7 separate regions of the Mus musculus genome follow, and all the other regions are linked to region 3. A link is a contact called in public Micro-C and promoter capture Hi-C data. All regions are on one chromosome and are shown on one strand. Each heading gives the region's core, a stretch centred on a gene start, on an enhancer-like site or on the middle of the called end of the contact. The rest is flanking DNA. Distances are from core to core; before and after follow the strand shown. Region 1 holds the start of Rfxap (regulatory factor X-associated protein). Region 2 holds the start of Exosc8 (exosome component 8). Region 3 holds the start of Cog6 (component of oligomeric golgi complex 6). Region 4 holds the start of 4930577N17Rik (RIKEN cDNA 4930577N17 gene). Region 5 holds the start of Elf2 (E74-like factor 2). Region 6 holds the start of Noct (nocturnin). Region 7 holds the start of Naa15 (N(alpha)-acetyltransferase 15, NatA auxiliary subunit).

What was found. Promoter capture Hi-C pulls out the DNA fragments that hold promoters and counts their contacts. Hi-C and Micro-C count contacts between places; a contact is called where the count stands out from the background.
Region 1: a contact with region 3 is called in a promoter capture Hi-C map of pre-B cells, with 3 times the contacts expected there. The contact joins the promoter of Rfxap here to the promoter of Cog6 in region 3. A contact is called at or near these places in 3 of 39 promoter capture datasets (erythroid cells, liver and pre-B cells) and 1 of 115 datasets of contacts at active chromatin or transcription factors (astrocytes).
Region 2: a contact with region 3 is called in a promoter capture Hi-C map of liver, with 2.8 times the contacts expected there. The contact joins the promoter of Exosc8 here to the promoter of Cog6 in region 3. A contact is called at or near these places in 6 of 39 promoter capture datasets (the 3T3-L1 cell line, embryonic stem cells, hematopoietic stem and progenitor cells and 3 more), 1 of 115 datasets of contacts at active chromatin or transcription factors (embryonic forebrain) and 1 of 9 other capture datasets (liver).
Region 4: a contact with region 3 is called in a promoter capture Hi-C map of pre-B cells, with 5 times the contacts expected there. The contact joins the promoter of 4930577N17Rik here to the promoter of Cog6 in region 3. A contact is called at or near these places in 3 of 39 promoter capture datasets (the 3T3-L1 cell line, liver and pre-B cells).
Region 5: a contact with region 3 is called in a Micro-C map of palatal mesenchyme, with 3 times the contacts expected there. The contact joins the promoter of Elf2 here to the promoter of Cog6 in region 3.
Region 6: a contact with region 3 is called in a promoter capture Hi-C map of pre-B cells. The contact joins the promoter of Noct here to the promoter of Cog6 in region 3. A contact is called at or near these places in 3 of 39 promoter capture datasets (the C10 cell line, neutrophils and pre-B cells) and 1 of 9 other capture datasets (liver).
Region 7: a contact with region 3 is called in a promoter capture Hi-C map of pre-B cells, with 9 times the contacts expected there. The contact joins the promoter of Naa15 here to the promoter of Cog6 in region 3. A contact is called at or near these places in 8 of 39 promoter capture datasets (the 3T3-L1 cell line, 3T3-L1-derived adipocytes, the C10 cell line and 5 more), 1 of 484 Hi-C or Micro-C datasets (CD8 T cells), 4 of 115 datasets of contacts at active chromatin or transcription factors (double positive thymocytes, embryonic forebrain, neural tube and 1 more) and 2 of 9 other capture datasets (adipose tissue and liver).

Annotation. Positions count from the first base shown.
Region 1 is chr3:54,806,429-54,809,128 of GRCm38.p6, reverse strand. Rfxap (regulatory factor X-associated protein) reads left to right here and starts at 1,338. Exons shown (of 3, transcript NM_133231.2): 1 at 1,338-1,930. The coding sequence starts at 1,454.
Region 2 is chr3:54,734,067-54,736,766 of GRCm38.p6, reverse strand. Exosc8 (exosome component 8) reads left to right here and starts at 1,403. Exons shown (of 11, transcript NM_027148.3): 1 at 1,403-1,759; 2 at 2,435-2,471; 3 at 2,601-2,664. The coding sequence starts at 1,743. It overlaps Alg5 (asparagine-linked glycosylation 5 (dolichyl-phosphate beta-glucosyltransferase)), which reads right to left and starts at 1,228. Exons shown (of 10, transcript NM_025442.3): 1 at 1,118-1,228. The coding sequence starts at 1,183.
Region 3 is chr3:53,015,863-53,018,562 of GRCm38.p6, reverse strand. It overlaps Cog6 (component of oligomeric golgi complex 6), which reads left to right and starts at 1,340. Exons shown (of 19, transcript NM_026225.3): 1 at 1,340-1,517. The coding sequence starts at 1,365.
Region 4 is chr3:51,275,486-51,278,185 of GRCm38.p6, reverse strand. 4930577N17Rik (RIKEN cDNA 4930577N17 gene) reads right to left here and starts at 1,425. Exons shown (of 1, transcript NR_073429.1): 1 at 1-1,425. The region is part of intron 4 of Elf2 (E74-like factor 2); the gene reads left to right.
Region 5 is chr3:51,339,365-51,342,064 of GRCm38.p6, reverse strand. It overlaps Elf2 (E74-like factor 2), which reads left to right and starts at 1,421. Exons shown (of 10, transcript NM_023502.2): 1 at 1,421-1,651.
Region 6 is chr3:51,223,086-51,225,785 of GRCm38.p6, reverse strand. It overlaps Noct (nocturnin), which reads right to left and starts at 1,339. Exons shown (of 3, transcript NM_009834.2): 1 at 499-1,339. The coding sequence starts at 682.
Region 7 is chr3:51,414,762-51,417,461 of GRCm38.p6, reverse strand. It overlaps Naa15 (N(alpha)-acetyltransferase 15, NatA auxiliary subunit), which reads right to left and starts at 1,446. Exons shown (of 20, transcript NM_053089.3): 1 at 1,086-1,446. The coding sequence starts at 1,139. LOC108168868 (a long non-coding RNA gene) reads right to left here and starts at 1,079. Exons shown (of 2, transcript XR_001783830.2): 1 at 688-1,079.

The DNA.
Region 1 (2,700 bases), core at 89-2,588, 1.8 Mb before region 3:
CCGACGGCTCTTCCAAAGGTACCACATAGTGGCTCACAACCATCCGTAAGGAGATCTGACTCCCTCTTCTGGAGTGTCTGAGGACAGCTACAGTGTACTTGCATATAATAAATAAATAAACAAACAAATAAAGAATTCAAACAAAGGCTGGGCGTGGTGGCGCACGCCTTTAATCCCAGCACTGGGAAGGCAGAGGCAGGTGGATTTCTGAGTGGATTTCTGAGTTCGAGGCCAGCCTGGTCTACAGAGTGAGTTCCAGCACAGCCAGGGCTATACAGAGAAACCCTGTCTGTCTCAAAAAAACAAAAACAAACAAAAAAGAAAGAAAAGAATTCAAACAAACGTAATAAAAATAAGTAATAACAATAATAATAACCTAATAATCCTATTGAAATGGGCGATGTAGTTGGTTCACAAAGGAAAGCATGCAAAGACCAACAGGTGTATGTAATATACATCCCTAATCCTGAAGAACAGTGTTATCTATCTCATCCCAGATGAAACGGTTATTATCAGAGATAAGATATCTATCGAGCACTGGCGGGGGTTGGGGGAATACGGGAAAAGGGACCTCTCCTACACTGCTAGTGTGAACGCCAACCCGAGCACCCACTATGGAAGACAGAGAGCAGCTTGTGGGGAAAATAAAAACAGAACTGTCACATGAGTCAACAATCTCATTACTGGGAATGTCAGAAAAGGCAGGAGCGTCCGCACTGGGTAGAAACCCTAAGGCGAACCAGAGCTTGTGAGCAAGCTTTCCTCCATGTCCCCATGGGACTTGACTGGGATGCATTAGCCAAATAAACCGTTTCCTCCTCGAGTTGTTTCAAACTCCTCTTCAGGCCTCTCGGGAACCTAATCTATCCAGAGACGTTCCAGGAGAGACGCGTTTTGAACCCGTCAGGGAGGATGGGTCCAGGCAGAAAGTGTCTCCTGGCCGTCCTCCAGTCTCCATTCTCCAGTCTTTCCAACTGGTGAGCGCCAGGCGAGCGGAGGACAGCTGCGCATGCGCAATCGGGACTTCTGTCAGCCGCTCCGCCCCGCCTGGAAGGAGACAGGGTTTCTCTGTGTAGCCCTGGCTGTCCTGGAACTCACTTTGTAGACCAGGCTGGCCTCGAACTCAGAAATTTGCCTGCCTCTGCCTCCCGAGTGCTGGGATTAAAGGCATGCGCCACCACGACCGGCTGTCAGCCGGGTTCTTGGTCAGCCTGCACCTAGGAATCGCTTGCGGATGGCCGCCGCGCAGGCGCAGTCGGTTCTGTCTCGCACCTGCTCAACCCCGCCCCTCTCGCCGTTCCCAAGCAGAGGCTCGCGGACCGCTACGGCGCACGCGCAGTGCAGTGCTGGCGGTTCGGCTCCGGGACGTGCGGCGGGCTGCCGCTTGTCGAGTACGGTTGTGTTTCTCAAGAGCTGACGGGCCGCGGTGGCGGACCCGGGCTCGGGCGGCAGCACGGAGGCGCAGGCTGTGCCCGAGGGCTCGGGGCCGAGCACCGCCAGTCCCCGGACGGCCCCTCCGGTGACGGTGCTGGTGATGCGGCAGGACGAGGCCGAGGCGGACGGCGCTCTGAGGCCGGGCCTGGCGGGGAGTGAGGCGGCGGCAGACGCCGAGGACGAGGCGGGGGACGACGACGCCGACCTGCTGGACACATCGGACCCGGCGGGCGGCGGCGAGAGTGCGGCCAGCCCGGAGGAGCTGGAGGACGAGGACGCGGAGGGTGGCGGCGCAGCGCGCAGGCGAGGCTCCAAGACCTGCACGTACGAGGGCTGCCGCGAGACCACCAGCCAGGTGGCCAAGCAGCGCAAGCCCTGGATGTGCAAGAAGCACCGCAACAAGATGTACAAGGACAAGTACAAGAAGAAGAAGAGCGACCAGGCACTGGGCTCTGGCGGCCCGTCCGCGGCCAGCACAGGCAACGTCAAACTGGAGGTATGCTTGCTCCTCGGGGCCCCGGGGCCAGGGCAGATGGGTGCCAACCTACTTGGTACACACTCAGGGTCTCCCCAAGGGCTCATCCTCTGCTCCAGCTGACATGGGCACTTTGGAGGTGATCTACACCTCTCCTTAGTAAACCCTTCCCAGTGTCTACCCCGAGGCATCCGGCACATTGACACACCCTGTTGGTTTTCTGTAACTTTGGTGACTTTGTTTTTTTTTCTTAGACTCCCTGGCCCCTGAGAAAAGTTGGATTGACAGTGGGGTAGTAACTTACAGCACACATGGGCGTTGCTCGGTTGCTTGATTCAAGTCAAGCTTGGAAGAGAGACGCCAGTGCCCTGCAATTGGGCTTCTGCTGCTAGCTGTCTGTATTTAGGTCCATTATTCATCTCCCTTAAGTCTCGGCTCCCTCGTCTTTTGCCCTTAAGATAATGCCCAATTAGTGTTTCTTCGGATTTATTTTGGTTAGGTGAAAATTATAAGTGGTGTGCATTTCAGCTCAGACCCAGCAAAGTCCACCTAAGTATTAGAGCTGTTTAAAAAACAAAACAAAACCCGTAAAAAGTAGAAAGACTCCTTACCACAGAAGTTCCTTTTGAAGGGGAACTTCTAACATTTGTGGAAGTTTGGCCTAGATGACTCAAAATTATTGCTACTATAAACGTCTGATTTTTGTGGTATTAGCATTATCCTACCTACACAGTGCAAGGCCTGGAGTTGTGAAGACATAAGGTTCTCTACAGTCAAGTCAGCTATAGCAT
Region 2 (2,700 bases), core at 154-2,653, 1.7 Mb before region 3:
AAATGTTATTTGGAATTGTTTTAAATTTATTTTCAAAAGTGGGCGGAGGCCGAGCATGGTGGCGCACGCCTTTAATCCCAGCACTCGGGAGGCAGGCGGATTTCTGAGTTCGAGGCCAGCCTGGTCTACAAAGTGAGTTCCAGGATAGCCAGAGTTATACAGAGAAACCCTGTCTCAAAAAAAAAAAAAAAAAAAAAAAAAAAAAGTGGGCGGAGAGAAAGAATGCCAACAGGCAGATGGAAAGTAGGCTTCAAGATGCAACGCACTGCACACCAAGTGCAACATGCTTGCAGTAAAATAAAGGGTACCTCTACTCGTTCAAGCCAGTGGGATCTAGTACAGTCCACACAGCCTCATCGTGCACACACAGTCAGCTAAGTCTGTATAAAGGATTCAAAGTAAAGTGGCCACAACCCGGAACGTGGCCAACAAAGTTCAGATTTGTTCCAAGCCTTTAAAGAAGGCATTTTAGTGAGAGAGGGCGCCTGGCTTCACCGGACACACAGCGACAGTCATCTGGCTACACCACTCCAAGACTGTGCATGTGCACATGTACATTGGCTAGGTGGCAGAGGCCTTTCTGGCCACCTGTCTCAATACAGGCAAGCTTTTCAGAATCTGCTTTCTGAATGAGTTACAGGCTCCTTTTCAAACTATGTGGCAGAGTTTAGTTGGCAAATATGTCCTCTTCTACATAATCAGAAGGGGTCTGCCACGTTTCTACAGGAATGGCAAAGAAAACGCTAAGGTGCCTGATTCTCAAGCAAAAAAACCCAAAACAAAACAAAAAGACCCCTGGCCAAAATGAATAGAACGCCGTCTGGGCCTATCTTTTGCTGACCCATCGTCCCTAGCCTTATGGATCGGCCGCTCTTTCCAGCTGCAGTGCATATGGGAGCCCCAGGAAGAAGACTGGGGAGTGGCGTGGAGGGGTGACAGGCGGGGGTTCAGAAGCAGGAGCCCCGAAAAGCTGGGCGGAGGCTCTGGGCACTCAAATAGGGTTCCAAAGGGGAACAAAGGTTCAAAGGATTTCAGGGAATCTGAGGCCAAGGGAGCCAAGCACGCGAGGGAAGCGCGGAAGGGACACCCGGAGCACCGGACTCCACCACGGTCTCACCAGAATGAGCGCGGCAGCCGCCAGCGCCACGCCGAGCCCCAGCAGCTGCAGTAGCAGCGTAGCCATCCCGCAGCTCCACACTTGCGGAAGCGCGGTGCGGCGCCGCGCCCCGCCCCAGCCGGCCCCGCAGGAGAGGCCGGCCTAGCCCTCGCCCGCCGCCCGCAGCGCCCCCGCCTGGCCGTGCCCCGCCACGGCAGGAAAGCCGAGGCCTCCCCGCAGCGCCCCCGCGCGGCTCCGCCGAGGACTGCAGGCCGGTCACCGAGTGCGGCAAGTCAAAGCCCTGGACCTGTGCACTGGCTTCACCCCTCGCGCCGTGCAGAGCAGCCATCTAAGGATGCCCGGCGCCGTGGAGGGTTTTAGGGTCACCCCCTTTTCATCTCGTGCGCCTGCGTGTGTGTGGGAGTGTGTTCGTGCACAAGCGCGCGGGCCCGTGGGACCCCGCGAGATTGGCGACTAGCGGGACGCTCGGGGTGGCCGGAGCTGGCGTTAATGCCTCGGGCGCAGGAACACGGTAGCTGCACTTCCCTAACCCAGGATCCCTCCGAGTGCCCTGGGCTGGAGGCACGCCTGGCGACCGGAGGGCGCAGGCGCGGAGGGCTGCGCAGGCGCAGAGCGGGCCGGAAAAATGGCGGCTGGGTTCAAGTGAGTGGCGGCGCGCGCAAAGAGGGCCCGGGTGCGGGTGTGGCGCGCGGCGGCGGGTGGGGGCCCCCCCGAGGACTCGCGGGGCCGCGGGAGGGCTCTGCCCACTCGAGGCGCTGAGGGACACTGCATCCAGGACGGCCCGGACCTCTTAGCCGAGGGCCACGCCGCTCTCCACGCAGGGCCGCCCTCGGAAGGGACTGGGAAAGCGTTGGGCGCGCTCTGGTTAAACCCGGAGCCGCCCACGCGTGCAGCCTGCAAACTCGCGTCTGCGGTGCGTGCACCGTACCTACCTGCAGTCACTTGTGGCCGCGGGTCGGCGAGGAGGCCAAACGTATGTACAATACACTCTTCCGTGGTAAAGTTGTGGATGCTGGCGAGTGTGGTTTATAACGGCGCGAAGTCACGCTAAGGTCCCTGCTTCAGAGCACGAGTGATGTGACTGACACCCAGGTTGACCCTCTTCTGGGTGTGCCAAGGGCCTCTGTTCCTCCTGACTATGGCACAGTTAAGGTCACCGCTGGAAACCGGTTGCTGCTGTGTGGCTTTTATAAATACGGGCCACACAGTTTCAAACGCCTGAGCCTGTCGAGATCACGCCTCAGACACCACACTCTCAAGTTCTGGGTTTCTGCTTTAGGACGCACTGACTGAGACACGTTTTAAACATTGTTTCAGAACTGTGGAGCCGCTGGAGTATTACAGGAGATTTCTGGTGAGTGAAGGTGGTTTTGTACGTTAGAGCTGTGGGTAAAAACACCAAGCTTCGGTTCATTTAAATGAATGAGGCTTAATGCTGCGTACCCGAAATACATCTATGACCCGTTTCCTTATAAACATTTAGAAGGAAAACTGCCGTCCTGATGGAAGAGAACTTGGTGAATTCAGAGCCACAACTGTCAACATAGGTGAAGATAAACTTCCTTTTAGTTGGGTGGGACATC
Region 3 (2,700 bases), core at 91-2,590:
CACAGAAAGGGACCCCAGCAGAACCCAGGGCCATTGGTGCCTTGACTCTGGACCTCTCATCCTCCAGAACAATCAGAAATAAATTTCTATTGTTTGTAAGCTACCAAGTATAGAGCATTTTGCTGTAGTAGCTGAAAAGGATTAAAGAAGATTGCAGGAATTAGTATATAGAGATTTGAAATTTTGGGTGCCTGTGCCCAGTAACATGTTATGGCGAGAGAGTTGCTACCACAGAGCAACTGCCAATAAATAAGACTAGCTCGATAATGTGAATCTGAACTTGCAGGTGTAATAAAAAAGATCAGTTAACACTATCACAGTATGGCCATTATTGATAATTGTCACCGTGTTTTGTAAATCAAAAAGTGATATCGCAGGCTGAAGAGATGGCTCTGTGGTTAAGAGCACAGCTGCTCTTGTGTAAGACCTAGGTTCAGTTCTTAGGACCCCGGATTGGAACCATCATAACCCCAGCTCTAGGGGGACATGACGCCCTTTCTGGCCTCCACTGGGACTGCATGTATACAGTGCACATCCATGCATGCATGCATACACACATACACACATGCATACAGGAGAAACACTTTCTTGCCCACTGCTTTCCAGCTACACTGCCTTTGGTCAGTTTGTGAGAATGCAAAGTTCCTTGTTTCTGGGCCTTTACATGTAGGCTTTCTCCTATTTGGAGATTTCTCACAGCTCTAGGTCTCTTTTAAATCTGAAATTAAAGGCCAGGTCCTTCCAAGCCTTCTTGAGTAACCACTTTGGCCTGCATTTCATTTCTTTCCTCTGTCTCTTCATTGCCTTCTGTTTACTGTCTTGTTTATTATTTATGTCAGTGCACACCAGCAGCCCTGGCAAATACTCTAGCTTCGATTGATGCTTTTCAGAATGATGAATTCAGATAAACGAAATTTAATTGCAATCAGTTCTGTTGATCATGCATGCATGCCAGCTACTGGTTTCGGCATATTTTACATATACTTTACATTATTACTTTACATATTTTACATTATTACTTTGGCTTTTTTTTTCAAGATTCAGATTCCTGAAGTCTCTTTTACAACCTCCAACCTCTTTTTTTTGTTGTTGTTGTTGTTGGGTTTTTTTTGTTTGTTTGTTTTTTTTTTTTTTTTTTTTTTAGTTTTTCGAGACAGGGGTTTCTCTGTATAGCCCTGGCTGTCCTGGAACTCACTTTGTAGACAACCTCCAATCTCTTCTGAGCGTGTCCTCGCCTCCCAGGATTTTAAAGTAAACCGGGCAGGTAGAGCGTCTCGGATCGCGGTGCGCATGCGCGGCCAGGTGTGCGCATGCGCGAGTGAGTGCACAAGCGCAGTGCTTCCGTTACGCCGGGTCTGTCAGCGATGGCTGACGCCAGCGGGGAGGTGGCTGCGGTCCCCGCCTCCGGGGCCGCCAATGGCTTCAGTAATGGGGCAGGTGCGACCCCCGCGCAGCCCAACAATCCGCTGTCGCGTAAGCTGCACAAGATCCTGGAGACACGGCTAGAAAATGACAAGGTAACCGGAGGGGGCGGGGCGGACCCCTGGTCTCGGGCAGAAGCTGCTGCTGTCCTAGGCGTAGGGAAGCGCTTTTTGGGGTAGCTGTGCCCTGCCCTTGCGCTCTTGCTGTGTCCTTTACTTGAACTCCTTCCCGCACGCCCTCCCCTTAACCGTCTAGAGCAGTACTTCGCGGCTCTTATCAGAGCTGGCTGTCTCCCCTGCAGCTTTGAGTAGCCAGGTATAGCCGTGCCTACGTGGCACAAAAGAATACAGTAAGGTGGGAGCCGTAAAGACGTGGGTAAAGATAGAAGTAAGTAAAAATAAGCTGTCAACAAGAATTTGACTCCTGTGTGTCAAAAACAGAACATTAACATGCTGAGTTATAAATAAAGCCCTGGGCTAGATAGGGTTGTGACATGCTACCAAAAGCCATACTGAGTAGGACAGCTTGGGATGACAAGCCCAGTGTTAGCATCAAGAAGAAACTACAAAGCGCTTCTCAAAGCGGACCTTAGGTCCACAAAACAGCGAGAAAAAACAAAACAAAACAAAAACGTCATGGTCGCTGATTTGAGAAATTTGCTGCGGGTCTGATGAATAAAACTTTCTGAATCCCTGTGAACCACAGTACTTCAAACCCTGCTGCAAGGACTGGTCAACATAGTAGACCCGTTTCTCCAGCACTCCCAACTGCCAGGCACACAAGCCACTCTTTGCAATTTGAGTGAATCGAGCTATAAAGTTTTGCCTGCATTTATCTGACTTTGGCTCTCACTTCTTCAAGCATCTTGACAACTTTGTGCAGGAAAAAACACGTTCACAAACAACTGGAAGCTCCCTAAGAGTTCACAGAATCCAGAACTCATTGGCAAAAATGTGTCCATTGTAAAGGTTTCTGTTTTAATTAATAAAGGTGTTTGAGCTATTGATTTATAATTGGCATACTAAAATCAGTTTCTTTTGCACCAAACCAGTATAAATGTACATATTTTTATCTCATGATACTTGGTGCTATAACTTTCTACACTTTGACAATTCACTTACAGTCTCTCAGAACATATACTACATAAAGAATTGCCTTCTCAGAAATGGAGGAGGAATGGAGGGAGGGGAGAGGGGCTGTGAGGAGAGTAGGGGAGGGGAAACTGGTCAGGATGTAAAATAAAGTTAAATGAAAAACGGGAATTACCTTCTTGTAAAA
Region 4 (2,700 bases), core at 176-2,675, 1.7 Mb after region 3:
TGGCCATTATTTTCCTTTCCTGTTACAGTGTGTATTTGTAAGGCCAGTTTCAAGGTAAACGAGTTTTTTAAAAGCTGTCTGAAGATATCTTTAAGCTATGAACGAATACGTTCATTTGTCCAAGTCAAGCAAATACAAGAGAGGGCACACGAATTTCATGACCAGCAAACCCAGCGACTCCAGTCTCCCCGAGGCTGCCGGGCGGCTCTTTTCTGTTTACTAATTACCTGTCTAGTGTACTCTGACTTCTGTCGAGAAGACAGGACCAAGTCAGTTTTTGAAGTAGTTGGAGACTCCTGACTTCCTTAGTGATGCTTCTAGAATATTTTCTAGGTACAAGTTTTTTAAAGTGCAGTTCTTTCGACTGAACTGATTGTATGTTGCATAAGCGCCGGGAAGGCCAACCCAAGTTAAAAAGCCACCTCCGTGTACAGCTGCGGGACTAGGTATGAGGTCTTTTCTAGGAAGAAAAATTTGATTCATGGCTCTTTTCCAGAGGGGACATTTGCAGACTTCGCTTCCGCAGAACGTGAAGCGCGCCTCTTCCTGCCGAGGCGAGGCCCGCGTCCCCGAGGGCGGCCTGCGGCTCCCCAGCCTCAGGTGTCCGTGCGGCCGCCGGCTGCCGGCGCCCGGGACTGACTTCCTGTCTGGGCGCGGGGCGGAAGGATCGCGTTGCCAGCCGGGGCCGCCGCCGCCCCTGCCGTTAGGTGGTGGGGCTGCTGAGCCCGGCGGCGGGAGGCGGGCCGGCCGCCGCTTCCTGTCGGAGGACGCGCAAGGATCCGGGCGTCGGAGTGTGTGCGAGTGCGTGAGTGTGTGCCGCCCGCACGGCGTGTGTCTCCGGCCGCGGGTTCCGCCTTCTCCCCTGTCGCCGCCGCTCAGGGTGTAAGTCAATGTGAAGCAGCAGTTCCAGCCCCGGGATAAACATGGCGACGTCTCTGCATGAGGGACCCACGAACCAGCTGGATCTGCTCATCCGGGCCGGTAAGCACAGGGGAACTTTTCTCCCGTGCATCGGTGCAGCGGGCGAGGGGGCGCCCGGCGGGCGGGGAGCGTCCCCCGGGGCGGTCAGCGCCCCGGGTCCGGTGTCCGTCTCCGGCAGCCGGGCGGCCGCGGAGAGGGGGGAGTGAATGAAGTAATGGAGGCGACAAATCAGGAAGTGATCACCTTGGAGAGTAACCTGCCTCGGATCCGGGCTGTCGCTCCGGGGAGAGCGGCGGCGGCGGCGGCGCAGCAGCGGCAGCGGCAGGGGCCGGGCGCGGAGCCGCGGCTAAGTTGGGGAGTCGGCGCGGGCGAGTTGCGCGCTTCGCCCCAGTTGCCGGGGAACCAGGAAGTGAGCGGAGCTGTTGTCCCCGCCGCCTGCCACGCTGTCCGGCCGAGAGGGCCGCCCCTGCCCGCGGCCGGGGGCGCTGGCCGCCCGCCGCCCTCGCCTCTCACTTCCTATAGCCGCCACTTCCGCATGGACGCCGCGGCCCCCCCGGGCGCTACCCGCCAAAACGCGCCCGCCCGGCCTCCCGCCTCGTCCCTCCCGGAGCGGCGCCCGAGTAACGGTCCCGAGGCCACTTCCCGGTGCCGAGTGGGACGCCGCCGACCCGGCACCTCCCCGCCGCGGCTAACGGCGGCCGTGGGGGAACCGGGCTGCTGCCCTTCCTTCCCTCGTGGGGCGGGTGACTGAGGGTGGACGGGAAGGACACCGGGTGTATTCCGCGCAGCCGGCCCGGGGCTGCGGGACAGCGGAGGGGGACGTTTATTTTGGTCCACAGTAAGATGAAAGCGGGGAGCGGGGCGGGCGGGAGGGCGTCCTGGCCCCGGGGAAGTCTCGGCTCGGCATTGCCCCCTTTCCCCTCCCCCAAACCTCCCACCATAGCGGAAGCGCCTGGGAGAGGACAGAACGCGCGCGATTGACAGGCCCGAGGTTCCAATCTGCGCCCTGAGCTGTTCCAAATAAGAACGTTGATTTCTGGGGGCGGGACCACGGGCCCGAGCCGGGCCAATGAAGATTGGGCGGGAGTGAAGCTGACAATGTACGCATGGAATTGGAGGGAAGAGGAGTGTAAACACGGAAGTGGCCGCGGGGGTGGGGGATGTGCTGCGCCACTGCTGCAGCGGAAGGGCACGGACTTAAGTTACATAGAAAAAGCAGCTTTACTTGCTAGCAGACAGCGCAGCGAGGGCCTCGGGTCGATGTGGCACTGCTCGAACACTGTTGCTTACCGAAATTATAAGCGCATGCGGTCCCTCCTCTGGTTCTGTTTCACATCTCCATCGATGTCGGATTGGAAGATGAGAAATTGTAACCAAACGGTAGTGCTGTAAAAGATCAGAACAGTCTTTTTGCACCTATTGTTTTTAGGGATCTTGAAATTGGTAGTTTGGTGGACAAAGCAGTTCGGTTTGGAGGAAAAATTATGTTTATCTCTAAATTTAACGGAACTTTAAATATAAATAAAATCTGGACTGATAGAACTGCATGTGCTATATAACAATAACGCTGAATAGTGTGTTTTGGCTGAGGCATATTTTACACATTTCAAAAGTAGGGAAATCACAATTTATTGAGCAGCGTTTAAATGCCTTTTTGAATAGGAACTTTTACTGAAGGAGAGGAACATAATGGAACTTGGGTCCTTGTTAAAGTCAGTCCATTGATCAGTATGAATTAGTGTACAGTTTTATGTTGGGTTAGTGGTGTTTTGAGTGTCG
Region 5 (2,700 bases), core at 172-2,671, 1.7 Mb after region 3:
GGTGTATGCTGTTCCAAGTGCTGGGGCTCCCCCAGGGAGCCTGCAGGAGTCAGAGCCCAGCAGGATCGGCCCCCGCGCGCACCGGGACAACCGATGCTCTTTGTTAAAGAAACAAATACATTCCGCGGCGGCGGGGAATGGTGGTGGTGCTTGGGGGAAGAGACCTAGCATGCATAACTGCGCCTAAGAAAGACCATTAGCGAGCCGCTGCAAACGCAGGACATCCCGGGCACCGTGTCATTGGCTTTTGTGCCCTGGAAGGCGCGTGAGAGTGCCCTGCTCAGAGGCTCCCCTTTGTGTGAAAGTGTGCAAACCAGAAGCCTGCAGCTCCCGCTGGCTTCGCCCCTTTTTTTTCCCCAATTCGTGGACACTTGGAACAAGATACTCTTCCTCCACACACACGCGCTCCTTCACCCTGGCTCTGAAGATCTCGGGACTTGAGTTACTTCTCGGAGGCGGACGGGACTAGAAGCGACAAAGACTGGGGCGGGCGGTCGCGGCTCCCCGGGACCCCCCCGAACGGGGGCCGCCCGCCGCGCTCCGCAGCTGCGCGCTGGGCCGCCCGCCCGCCGGCCACCGCGGGCACCAACCGCCGCGCAGCCGGGCCGTTGGGCGGTGGTAATTTCTGGGAACGGGGCGGGGTCCGGGGTGGACGAGCTGGGAGGCGGAGCGGGCGGCGCCCCGGGCCGCGAAACGGGCGGGGCGGGGCGCCACGTGCGTCAGTGGCCGGGTGGGGCGGGCCGCGCGCTCCTGCCCGCCAGCGCCGCCACCATCCGCGGAGCCCGGGAGACGCGCGGGGACTCTGAACACCCGGGCTGACAAGAGTTTTATTTTGCAATCGCTCACTTCCCTAATGCTTAATCTACGAGTGCAGAGCGGTCCCTGGAGGTCTTGGGAGGGGAGTCCGGAGTTGGAAGGGGGGTGATGAGGGGTGACAGCAAAGACCTGAGAGTGGCCCAAGAGGTGCGCGTGTCGTCCCGGCCGGGCTGCAGGTGCACGCGCGGCCCCGCCGTCCCCACGCGCTGGTCCCGCGTCCGCAGCGCAGTGCAGCGCGCGACGTGGGGGAGTGGGGAAGCCCCGGGGACGCGGAGCGGGACGAGTGGCGAGCGTCTCCACCTGAGCAGGCGGGTTCGGGCGAAGTTGGGCGCTGAGAAGAGGGCGGGATTCGAGAGCGCAGGAGGCGGGCTGCGGGGGGCCCGAGGGCGGTGGGGAGTATAAATAGCCGGCCCGGTTTGACAGGCGCTGCGGTGACTGGCGGTGTCGCCTCCCCCGGCGGCGCGCGGGGAGGGAGGAGCGCGCGGAGCGGCCGGGTGGGGGAGGCGGACTCCAGTGTCCTGGTGGCGGCGGCAGGAGGCCGAGGGGGAGGAGCCGAGGCGGGTGCGGAGGGCGGGGGCCGGCCGCAGCTTCCCCGCGCCCGGCTGTGTCGCCGCCGTCGCCTCGGCGGTTGGGGGGGATCTGTAGGGTGGCGCGCGCGGGGGGCGCAGCGCGGTTTTGTCTCGTCCTGTGGTGCGGAGCGGCTCGCGCGGTGGCCAGGGGAGGCCCCCTCGGCTTCCCGCAGGACGCCGGGCCAACGGCGGGCGGCTGCGGCGTCTCGGCCGGTCTGCGGCCCTGAGGGAAGGGCAAGGGACTCGGCGACGTGGAGGGAGAGCAGGTAAGAGCGCGGGGACGGCGGAGGCCGGCGGGAGCGAGCGGGAGGGAGAGGGAGGGCGCGGCGAGCCAGCCCGGCCGTCCCGAGTGTCGCCTCCTCCCGGGCGCCCCCGCCCCGCGCCTGTGTTGTTTGCTCGGGCGGCGGCGGAGGGGCTTTCCGGAGGCTGGGGCGGTGACACCGGCGGAGCTGGGGGCAGGGCGGGAGCCCGCACCGGAGCGGCCCGGGGCAACGGTCGTGGCGCCGAGGGACCGCGGCGCGCGCTGTTTACCTCGCGGCGCCAGTCATCGCGCGGCGGCCGGGCTGCCGGGGCAGCGCGTCCCGGGCGGCAGTTTCCGTCGCCGTCGGGCCTGCTCCCCGCCGCCGGGGCGGGCACGACAGGTTGTACTCCGCCGTTCTTTTATTCTCACTCTCCGCCGGCCCTCCGTCGCCGCCTTCTCCTGGTTCCCCGGGGAGCCAGGCTGCGATCACTATCTGTGTTTGCAACAAAACAACAAAAAAACCCTGGGGCTCTTGGAAGCGCCTAGGTCCAGAGTCTCCTCCGGGGTCCTCCGCCGGCGGTGCTGGCCCTTAGGGCATCTCGCGGAGAGTGTCGTGGGCGCCCCGCGCGCCTCGGTACCGATTCTGCCTCAGCGGCGCTGCGCGCGGCGGCCGGACCCACTCAAGACTTTAGTGGGACATTTTTACTCTGTCAGCAAAGGACGGAAAAATAACCCACGGACCAACTTGGTGGACTGTCCTTATGGGAACCACGTTCTCAGCTGTATACCCTTTCTTTAAGTTCTTAGTACTCTATCAATAAGATGGGGGACGCGTCATTGTAACCCTGGAACATCTTTCTCGTGTTCATGACATTACTCTGTGGTTTATGCTTTAATCCGACAGTGAGAAAGTATAATAAAAACTGCGCCTCTGAGCTCAAGACTTTTGTTTTTGTTTTTTTCTCCAAGTCTCAGTTGAGAGGCAAACTGCTCACTTTCTCTAGTGGACAATGTCCATCCGGGCCCTACTGAGATAAGATTGTATATTTGTGGGTTACAGTTTCTTTAGAGTGT
Region 6 (2,700 bases), core at 90-2,589, 1.8 Mb after region 3:
GACCGTCGCAATCTGCTTTTAGGCAGAAAGGAGACACTTAAAAAACACAAGATGATGTACAGAACTGACTTCATGAAAGGTTGATTTACCAGGGATTTAAGACGAAGTGGAAGACTCCCCCCCTTCCAAAACATAAATAAATTAATGAGCGTAACGAGTTAACATGTGCTATTACTACCAGGGCTTTGAGAAGATTCAGAGCCTGTAGGCCCTGCAAACCCAAGATCATGCCATTTTTAGATATTTTTTCCCCTTCATGAGGATGTCCACAAGCCGTCTGCAACCAAAGCGTTACCGCCCTGCATCGGGGGGTGGGGGTGAGGGGTAAAGCAAAACGTTAGCGACTGGGGTCACTGTGGCCACCGGGGATTCAGGGGGATCAGACACGAACGCGGAAAGCGAGGCCCCCTGAGCGGCGTTCCCTCCCTCCCGACGCGACGCCGGGGTGAACGCAGGGGACCAGCCCGCGGCGCCCATTCATTCCGCGCTCCCGCTCACCTGTTCGGGGACGCGACCTCGCGGCGCCCGAGGCCGCCGCCGCCTGCAGTTGCGGGGACTTGGGCCGAGATCCGAGCACCGGCGGGGCGAGCGTTCGGCGCGGGCCGGGCACGAGTGTGCGGCGCAGGCCGGGGGCGTCCCTGAGCAGCAGGGCCGAGCAGAGCCGCCGCGGGCTCTGATACATGCCGGGCGCCGCCGCGCTGACGAGCCGGGCCGAGCTGGGCGGGCGACGGTGGGGTGGGGGTGGCGCGGGACCGCTGCGCTGCGGGGTGTTCCTTCCTCCTCGTCCCTCGGCGCCGACCGGGCGAGCTGTGCCGGGAGGCAGACGCGGCGGCGGCAGCAGCGGCGGCTCACTGAGGCGAGGGAGCTAGCGCCGGGGAGCAACCGGCGAGCGGCGGCGGAGCGGGCGCTACCACGCGGTGGCTGCAGAGGGGGGGATCCGCGCGCACGACCAGGGCGCAGTCAGACCCGGACAGCTCCGGCCGAGAATGGACCGTCTGGATCAGTGACAGCGACTGTAGATCTCCCACGGGGCGGAGGCTGGGGGCTGGCTGACACCGCGGGGATTCGTTAGAGAGGCGTTCCGGGAGCCTCTGTCCCCTCCCGCCGGCTGCAATGGGAGCGTCCACAGGCTGGGAATCCCGGGTTGGTGCCAGCGCTGAGTGTGTGCGAGCGCGTGTCTGGGAGAACGTCCTCCCCGAGCTGTGGGCTCCACGCTCCGCGGTGCTGAAGGAGATTAGGCACCAGGACGCGCTGGCTACTTGTGTGGCGGCTGCGACAAGCATCCGCCCCTCAGGCACGAGAGGCGGAAACGGACTGCAGGGCGTTGAGCGTCAGTCCTGCCAGAAGGTCTGGTGGAATTGGCCTTGGAGCTAGCTGGGCCCTGATTGGAGGGCTGGAAGTCACACCTGGGAGACAGCACTGTAGTTATGGAAAATGAAGGCTAAGGGAATTGGGGAGGGGGGGGGGAAACAAAACAAAACAACCCCCCCCAACCCAAAACAACTGCTTGGGATGGGCCAGACGTAATTTGGACTGTTACCGAATTTAAAGCATTATCCATCCAATAAACCACTGAAAAAGCCAAATTGAAAGTGGAAAGCAGGTGCGGCGGTGAGGGCGACCGCCTTTAATCTCAGCACTGGGGCAGGGGCCCGGATCTTCAACATGGTCTGGAGAGATCCGGCCGGCCAGAGCTACACAGTGAAGCTCTGTCTCAAAATAAAAACAAAGAAACAGAAAAACACCAAACAAACAAAACCCTCAAAACAACAACAAGAATACAAACGAACAAAACTGAAAAAAGGAGATGTACTTAATATGCCCACATGGGGTAGAAGGACGAAGAGTTAACCTCTCTCTGGGATCCCAAAATGAGATTAAAGTTCAAATAGAAGGCCAGGGGTATGCACATCTCAGCAGTCCGGGTCAAAGCGATCTGACTAGATAGAACTGTGTGAATTCCCGCTTCCTGAAAGAATTCCCCCTCAAGCAAAGGCCTTTTCCTTTTCCCAGCAGGAGTTTCCTGAAGGAAATTCCCATTTCTTGGGGGGTCCATTGTTTCAATAGTCTGAGAGTCAGATGCACACACCCACATTCTCTTGAGAAAACCCTTATTTTTGTCAGCTCTGTTGCAGGGATGCTAGGATATGGTCAGAGCTGTGTTTTAATCGGATGCCATATGTTCCAGGAAAATGCTGGAGATGTTGCTCAGTGGTGGAGCACTTACACAGCACTTGAGAGGCCCAAGACTCACATTCTCACCTAAGGGGGTATGGAGAGGGAAGGGGTGGGGGGAGGCGGAGAGGGAAGCAGGAGAGAATGAGTTGAAGAAATACCTCAGGTAGGTTGTGTAAGGAGTGACTAACCCTAACCGGGAATGGAAAAGAAACTTTGAATGAGTATCGTCACCAAGGATTCAAAATGCTTTCCAGACCTGGCCTAAAACATCTAACACCCACAGGATACGGATGAATCAGCTGACAAGCCGATGACAGCATCGGGGCCAGGAACTCCTTAGCTGGTCATTATTAGCGTCTGAGGCTCAGTTTTCTTATCTGTACAGCAATCAATCGCCCATGAGTCATTAGGCAAGGCAAAGGGTCATAAGAAGGTAGCAAGTGCTTTGCAGATAGAACAAAATACAGCAGTTGGTTTACAGTTTAGGTAATGGATCTATGGATGCTGACTCCCTCCCTCCCC
Region 7 (2,700 bases), core at 197-2,696, 1.6 Mb after region 3:
ACTCCAAAATTCAAGTCAAGTTTGGCGAATACACTTAATTCTTTCACGCACAAAAAAGTTTGTATAAAAGAAGCTACCCTCACACTAACAACAAAAACTGCTACAATGTATTAATGACAGAGCCGATAAAGCAGGGCATAGTTTACAATGTAAACAGATTCAAGCCCATACCCCCGCAAGTTATCACTGCGTGTATTTTTATGCAAACCGCAAACATCTGAAGCACAGGGGATGAGTTTGAGATAGCGTCAACAAGATCCATCTTAGAAGACACTTCTATTATCTCCTGCTAAGTTTTTGCACCGCTATTTTTAAAACTTCAGAGTAAGGGGTGGAGGGGGAGTCTGTACTGAAACTTCCTACCGGACCGCCCCTAGAAATGAGTCCCACCTCCCGGAGAAGGGTGTCGGGGTGGGGCCGTTTTGCTCTCCAACTAACAAACAAATGCTGCGTTTCCCACTCCCAAAAAAAGAGGCCGAGGGGCTGCAGGATCAAGTATGCAAGTGCCTGGATGGAGGTGACAGAGTAGCCTCCGCTTCTACAAGAGTCCATTCTTTCGAGTCCAACAGTGACCCCCGGCCGGGCGGGGACCGGTGAATCCCAGATGGGGAGGAAGAGGGAGGGACGGGGCCGGAGAGGGAGAAGTGCTTTCAAGCAATGAATGAGTCCCTGCCTCGGCCACACCACCTGTTCCTTCCGAGGGTGCCACCCCGACCAGCCGGCAGAATCCCTGTCCGGAGCGGGGCCGCGACTCCCGGCCCGTGCGGCCCGCTGCCCCGCTCAAGGCCAGGCTGCTCCTCCCTTCGCTCTAGGAGGGTAAACGGCAGCCGAGCCGTGCGGATGCCGGGGAGTCGGGGCCTAGTCCGGAACCGAGGCCTCGAAGCCCGCGGGCCGCGGCGCGCGGACGGAGGTGGGGGCGCTCCCGGGGCGAGACGAGAGCTGAGAGTGCGCCCCGCCAGCCAGCACAGCCGAGGTGGGGTCCCCGCGGGGTGGCCGGGTGCCCGCTCGCCCGCCCGGGCTCGGGGCTGACAGGCCCGGCTCCCAGCGAAACCATCCCCGGTGCCCGCTCGCCGCCTCACACTCACCAAGATCCGCTTGAAGAGCGCGTTCTCCTTGGGCGGGAGGCTCACGGCCGGCATGGTTCCGGCTCCTCCCGCGGCTCCCGCCACCGCCCGGCTCGCTCAGTCCGTTTGTCCGCCCGCCGCCGCCACTGCCGTTCCCGAGCTCACTTCAGCCTTGAAGCCTTCACTCCGCCGCCACTAGGCCTCCGGGGTCGCCGCGCCCGCCCTGTCCTGACACTCCCTTCGCCTCTTTTTTTTTTTCTTTTCTTTTTTTTCTCTCTCTCTCTCTCTCTCCTCCTTTTCCCCCTTTCTCACTTAACGCCGCCGCCACCTCCCCCCTCCCGGGTCTCCGTCGGCGGTTCACGTGGTAACTGAAAAGACCGACAGAGGCAGCCAAAATGGCGGACTCGGAGGGCTTTCCCACCCGGGTCACACCTCCCAACGCGCAGGCGCGGTGACCCGCTCTTCCCCACCCTCGATGCACCGGAGCCTGCCGGGAACGCGGAGGCCGGGCCGGCCTGCGGAGCCGCGGATTTCAGAGTTGGCTCTGCCGGTCCTGCCAGTGCCGTGTGCCTGGGAGGGCCGCCAATGACGCTTCCGCCGCCGCCGCCTCCTCTCTGGAAACAGACTTTCTGCCCCTTCTCGCTAGACCGGCCTGCCTTTCTCTCGGTGGGGTAGACTCACCCAGATGGTGTCATCATAGCTTGAGTATCAAGTGCCAAAATGGAGATGTTTTAAGAAGAGGTATAATGGTTCTAGGCCCAAGTGCCTGTATTGTGTACAGAAGGGAGCGAAGGGTAATTTGTGAACCGATCCGAAAAAGAGGGCTTAATCATCTTGAAAAGCCTCTAAGAGCTTGACCTATGAAATGGGCCCCGGCTGGCTAGGGTATCAGTGATTTTTGTTGACTATTGCTAGAGATAGCCAGGAAAGGTGTTGGCCAGATCCGAAGTGACATACTTATACTGCCAAAGGAGCCTCTGAAGGTTGAGGTATATTTATTTCATTGCTGAAGTCATATAATGCGAGGTTGAGGAACTGGCTGTGTGAGTCACCTTAATGTGGTGGAGTTGAGGGCCGAGACTCCTGGAGTTGGCTTCTAATTCATGCTTAGGGTTGTATCTGTTGAACTGCCTGTTAACAGAAATCCTCAATCCTTAGAGGCCAGACTCCACTGAGCAAGGTCAGGCCTGAGAGAGAAGAGGATCCAGACGTTTCATTACAGTTAACAATAAAACTTTACAAAATGGCAAGCCATTGAGTCACAAGAGCCATTTTACCCTTGATTATCTCATGTGGACCTTCTAGTAATCTGTGCATCCTGAGTCATAAAGATGTGCAGCAGTTTAGCTCCTTTAGGTCTGTTTTTGTTTGTTTTGTTTTGAGACAGGATTTCCCAGTGTTTCCCTGGCTATCCTGGAATTCGATCTCTTAAAAACCAAAAAGGGAGCAAGCTTAGAGCAGGCAAATCCTGGGGTATCCTTGAACACTAATCTCTCTAAAGATTTAGGAAAATTAAGTTGGTGAGATGGTTCAGTGGATTAAGGCACTTACTTTGCAAGCCTGACAGCCTGAATTTGACCCCTGAACTCACATGAAGATGGAAAAAGAGAAAAGGCTCCAAAGAGTTGTTCTCTAA